2 separate regions of the Mus musculus genome follow, and region 1 is linked to region 2. A link is a contact called in public HiChIP or PLAC-seq data. All regions are on one chromosome and are shown on one strand. The core of a region is the stretch at or near the end of the contact, and the rest is flanking DNA. Distances in the headings are between cores, read along the strand shown.

Evidence for each region. HiChIP or PLAC-seq counts read pairs in DNA pulled down with a chosen protein or histone mark.
Region 1: an HNF4G HiChIP or PLAC-seq map of pancreatic cancer cells shows a contact between it and region 2. The contact joins two enhancer-like sites. A contact is called at or near these places in 1 of 15 datasets of contacts at CTCF or cohesin (large pre-B cells) and 1 of 115 datasets of contacts at active chromatin or transcription factors (pancreatic cancer cells).

The regions. Positions count from the first base shown.
Region 1 is chr4:135,660,066-135,662,892 of GRCm38.p6, forward strand. No RefSeq gene overlaps it. Among named protein-coding and RNA genes, the nearest start is that of Gm30941, 7.5 kb to the left of the region's middle. Within about 2 kb of position 1,541, at least 69 of the 459 cell types and tissues checked have an H3K27ac peak or open chromatin away from gene starts, as enhancers often do. A contact at or near this core is called in pancreatic cancer cells, where this site is marked.
Region 2 is chr4:134,992,962-134,995,948 of GRCm38.p6, forward strand. No RefSeq gene overlaps it. Among named protein-coding and RNA genes, the nearest start is that of Gm42327, 57 kb to the right of the region's middle. Within about 2 kb of position 1,355, at least 25 of the 459 cell types and tissues checked have an H3K27ac peak or open chromatin away from gene starts, as enhancers often do. A contact at or near this core is called in pancreatic cancer cells, where this site is marked.

The DNA of each region.
Region 1 (2,827 bases), core at 291-2,790, 670 kb after region 2:
ATCTATAATGCCAGCGCTGGGGACGTGGGGTGGGGTGGGGGAGGATACTGAGGTTGAGACTAGCCTGGGCTACACAACAAGATCATCTCAAAAAAAAAAATAAGATAAATAATTCTTTTTTTTTTTTTGGTGACAGGGTTTCTCTGTGTAGCCCTGGCTGTCCTGGAACTCACTTTGTAGACCAGGCTGGCCTTGAACTCAGAAATCCGCCTGCCTCTGCCTCCCAAGTGCTGGGATTAAAGGCATGTGCCACCAACGCCCAGCCAAGATACACAATTCTAAGGCCATGTACATTTGGAAAACTGCAGGTGCTGGGAAATTGGGAAGTCTATTTACCACTAAAGGTTCTGAGAAGGCCTGCAGCATAGGGACTTGATTGAGCCCAAGATCCTAGGCTGCCAAATCTATGACCACAGGCGTCTCATGGCCCTAGTGGGTTGCTTTGCAGCTGGGTAACTGTGAATGCAGAGTTACTTCCAAAACATACTTTGGAAATATCTGTTCAAATCTAAAATATAATGATAGAGGTGTCTCTGTGTGTGTCCTTGTGTGAGCACGCACACATGTATGTGTGTGTGTGTGTCTGTGTGTACATGAGTTTGTGTGTGCATGTTTGTATGTGTATGTGTGCCTGCACATGTATGTATGTATGTGCATATATATGTGGGTGTGTACATGTGTACGCACATGTGCTTATATGTGTGTGTATGTGTGCATGCACATGTGTATGTGTGTATATATATGTGTGTGTGTGCACATGAGTGTGTGCATTATGTGTGTGTACGCACATGTATGTATGTGTATATATGTGTGGGTCTGTGTATGTTTACACACATGTGTGTACGTGTGTGTGCATGTATGTATGTCTGACTCATGCATGGGGAGGGAATTACCCACAAAGAGGAGCCCAATGCTATGAGCAAGGACTTGAGAGCCCTTCTGCCCCGCATTAGTATCTAGAAGTCGTTCACTCTTATGCTCATTTTCTCAGGGTCCTCTCTTCCTCTTGCTTCACAGAGGATAGGGCGAGCAGGGTGGTAGGGTCAATCTGAGAGGGCTTCCTGGAAGGAGTGTGGAGCTGACTGAGGAGGAGGAGGAGCATCCTGTGGCAGGGAGGAGGGCAGGGGTGAGCATGCCACACCCTCAGGACACTTGGCTCTTTGCACACTGTCAAAGCCAGCTGTTGGCTCTCTGCCCTGGCTTCCAGGTCTACAAACCTCTCCTGAGTCAGCTCTGGGTTCCAGCTGGGGAGGGGTCAGGCTCTTTCCTGCTTAGGGACCAGCGCCATCGTCAGGGCTACAAAGCTCTTCTCTCTTCCTCCAGGGTAGGGACTGCAGTGGGAGAGACAAGCTACAGTCAGCACAGTTGGGCTACTAAGGACTGTGTGCCTATAGTCACTTCCCCTAAGGAAAAGGCAGCCAACCCAGAACACAGAGACAGGGAGGGAACCCCCAGGGCAGGAACCTGACTCAGGCTTTCTCAGGTTCCTCTAGAGATCCCCTTGGCCAATCAGAGGAGTGAGGGGGGAAGGAAGTGGGTGCTACCACAGAGGTGGGAGAGGCTCTGAGCAGGTGCTGGCCAGCTCCATGGCCCAGCCCAGAGCTGGGAGCGGCTGGGTGCCTCCTTTCCACCCTCTCAGCTGACAGGGCAGGGCTACAGAGCATGCAGGGACCTGGGACCGAAACTAAGCAGTGTGTTCACCAGGGACCCTCTCCCAGGTGGGGACGCCAGACAGCTTTCAGCAACCCTGGAGCCTGCCCCGCCCAGGACTCAACCTCTAGAAACCAGACCAATATCCCAATATCCCCCTCGTGAAGCAATGACAGAGGGAGAGAGAGAAGGCCACGAGGACCGTCAGGGGGATCTTTACACAGAGTGCTTTTCTCTGTCCGTGTCTCAGCTCGGTGCTAGAATTACAGCAGAGACCCAGACTAGATTTGTCTTCTTAAAGGCTGGGGCCTTGGCCAAGTCCCTGCACCCCTGTATACCTCAGTGGTCTCCACTGACAGAAGGTTTCTTCCTCTCTTCAAGGTTTCTTCCTTTCTTCTTCCACCTGGTTCTTCAAGGACAAGCTGACTCAGCCTTGGCTGGAGGGATGAGACACCTGACGAGAAGCAGGTGCACGGTTGCCACAGACCCACAAGTGGCAGCAGCTGCTTTGCGAAGTCCCTATGTGGGGACCCTCAGCCTGCATCACACCCTAGTCTCCGTGTGTTCGGCTAACCCATCCTCTACCCCACCCACACTCTCACCTCCCACCTCCCATCCCCCACCCCCCACACCCATCAAAGGGGTCCCCAGCTCCAGAGCTGGAGAACGTCTAAGAGCAAATAAAACAGACCTTGGGCCCATTACAAAGGTTCTGACTCAAGGCTGGGCCAAAGATCTGTGGTCAAACGTGTATTGTGGATGCCTGGGTTCAGTCTCCAGCACAGACAAAAAGATGGGGGGGGGGTCACTGGGGCAAAGTGGAACACAGACACTAAATTTTTGCTTGTTTTTCAAACTTCTAGGACACAGACACTATTTTGTTTGTTGGTTTGTTTGTCAAACCATTATGAGCCTTTCCCATCCCACCTCCCCACACCCAGTGCTAGGAGTGGAACCCAGGGCCTTATGCATATGAGGCACCCCCCCTGTTACTGAGCCCCACCCCTAGCCTGTCAGAGTCCTAAAAGTAAAGTGACCGCTACAGCCAGAATAATCGTTTCTCTGTGTCTATTGGTGGAGAGTTCGCACAGAGAGTGTAGGGGTCAGACGACAACCTTGGCCGTTGTCCTCAGGGGCCTTCTACCTTTTGAGACTGTGTCTCTCATTGACCTGGAAC
Region 2 (2,987 bases), core at 105-2,604:
TGGAATTGAAGAGGTTGGCAGAGTTCATCTCCTTCCTATCTCTATTGGGGGTTCTTGTCCACCTTCCTTCCAAAAATGAAGTGGTTAGACAACACGGAATGTTCAGGAGTGTTTATTCTTGATTCAGGGTTAACAACCTTCACTAAACTAGATAATTTTAAGCCTTGTGGGAACTGCCAACTTAAACAGAACAAGTTTGAACTCTTGGTAGCCAGAAATGCTAGCCCAAAGCCCGTTACACCTCTGAGAACAGTTACAGCCCTTAGAAGCTCTCAGAGAGATTCGGGGTGTCAACTGAGAGCAACTCTGCAGAAAGTGGGTCACCAGAGGGAGCAACAGGAGCAGCGGGAGCAGGAGGAAAACCAGGAGCAGCGAGAGCAGGGGGAGCAGCAGCAGGAGGAGCAGCGGGAGGAGCAGTGGGAGCAGCGGGAGCAGGGGGAGCAGCAGCAGGAGGAGCAGCGGGAGCAGGGGGAGCAGCAAGCAGCAGGAGGAGCAGTGGGAGCAGGGGGAGCAGCAGCAGGAGGAGCAGCAGGAGCAAGGGGAGCAGCAAGCAGCAGGAGGAGCAGCGGGAGCAGGGGGAGCAGCAGCAGGAGGAGCAGCGGGAGGAGGAGGAGCAGCAGCAGGAGGAGCAGCGGGAGGAGGAGGAGGAGCAGCAGGAGCAGCAGGCATCCTGTCTCTGGCAGGTCTTGAAGGTGAGAGCAGCTTTGGCATCTGCAGCTGAAGTGTGGGGTCTGAGAGGCAGGAATGAACGACTCTCACCTATTTGTACCAATGTTTGCATCCAGGATGCTGGCTGGAGCCCCAGTGCCCTCCCTGCTTGGCACAGGAGCCTGGGGCTCCAGGAGCTTCCAATGCCTCTGGCATTCTCCTCGTCCTCCCCTGTCAGGCTCTATTCACCTCTTGCTCATCCGTGGACCATCCAAGTTCATGGCATGTCAGCTGGGCCATGATCAGCTGACTTCTGGTATGTAAATAAGATTATAAACAGGACCAATCAGGGAAGCGCAGTCCAGAAGTCTGCCTGTTCTGGTTGGTACACTGGTCTTCCTAGGCCACTGCCCGCTGCTTTTCCCTTCCCTGGCTTGGTGGCCTTTGGGATTCTGGCTGTCAAAAGCTGGGACTTTGGGGGCTTTTGCCCAACTGTTTTTTTGTTGTTGTTTGTGTCCCATGTATCTCCTTACCGGGGTGCCCTGGCTGTCAGAAAGCCCCCAATCAGATGGGAAACTCCTTAGGTGGAGGGGGAGTTTGTTGCCATGGTTACCATTAGCACCCTGCCTCCTGGGCCTTCACAGCCAGAGTGCACACTAGTGTGACCTCTATGGGTATGAGAACATCCAGGCTGGCATAGCTTGGTTTCCCTAAAGGGCTGGGTACACATACTCCCAGCAGGAGGGAGCGTGGACACTGGTGGCCATCTGGGGACACTGCATGAGATTTCTTGGCTCTTACCACAAGCCAGATAGTGCTATACAGTCTCATGGTTCTCTGGTGACTCAGGGACTAAGAGGTGCTGAATTTCCCAGCTGGGATGATGGAAGAGGTCCAGTGGGAAATATTTTGAGGTTCTCTGCCTAATTCTTTGGAGAGTGGGACACAAGGACATGCCCATTCTGCATTGCACCAGAAACAGAACGTAGCTAATTCAGGTGCGCAGAAAATAGAAAAGGAGAAACCGCAGGCTGGGATGGCATCGTCAACGCTGATCCTTCCTGCCTGTGTTTTTTTTTCCCCCTTTGAATAGATAGACATACAGGCCTTAAAAAACAAAACAAACAAAACAAAAGCCCCAAATCCAAATCCTTGGAAATAGAAGCACACAGCATACAGCTAGATCTGCGACAGGTGTCCCCAGTCTTGGCTGTGGGGAGTGGAGGCAGGAAGATCCCAGAGTGAAACCTGCCTCACCTCAGAAAAAGAACAGAACAAAAACCCAGCCACACAAACTACCACCACCACCACCACCACCACCACCACCGAAACAACTCATCCCACCCGGAGGGGCTGGGGTGTGCTGCTCCCCGCTCTCAGATCTTTGGAAACCCAGCTTCACTTCAGAGCAACCAGCCCATGGCTGCCAGTGTCCTCCCTGGCTCGCTGAAACCGCCGACTTAAACCGTCTAGGTTTATGCAGACGAATAAACACCAGCTCCTACATTTTTGATGAAGTTGACATTACACAAACGCTCCTGGCTTACTTGGTCAGACCGGGCAGGGAGTGCGGGGCTGAATCAATAATGGGAGAGATAAAACATTAAACAGGACGTTCTGCAAAGCAAGCAGCTTGGTGGGGAGGCAAGTCAGGTGACCCGGAGCGGCACATGGCCAACAGTCCGCGGATGCTCAGGGAGCAGATGGTCTGGGATCTCCACAAGCTTGAGAGACTGTGTGACTTCTCCAGGAGCCTCCAACTTAGGCTGCAAGCCCAGAAACATGGAAAGAGTATTAAGTCTGTGGCCTTGGCCTTGTGTAGGGTTTTTTTTTTTTTTTTTTTTTTTTTTTTGCTTGTCTACCTCAATTGGGAAAATAGAGCCTTGGACAGGGATAGCAAAGTCCTTCCTGATGGCTTCATTGTGAACTTAGGATGTGCAGGATCCAGACATAAAGGATATTCCAAGCCACACGTGAGCAGGGCCCAGGAAATGTGTCCTTGGGGCCCAGCTTTGGTGTGAACTTGTATGTCTGTGTGTGCTTGTGTATCCGTGTGTGTGTGTGTGTGCGCGCGCGAGTGTGTGTGTGTGTGTTTGTGTTTTGCATACAAATAAAGCACTGTCTGCAGGAACCTGGAACAATTTTCTACCCTCCTGAATCTTGGCGTTATACTTGACTGGGAAATAGACTCACCCTGTGGAAGAGGGCCGGTGAGATGCCTCTGTCAGAGGGACCATATCAGACACCTGCTTTTTCTATCACTTTGAGATGTGTAGCATTTTCGTCTGTTGGTTTGATGGTGTTTTAAGGATGTGCCCCATTCTGCTGTCTCTGTATAA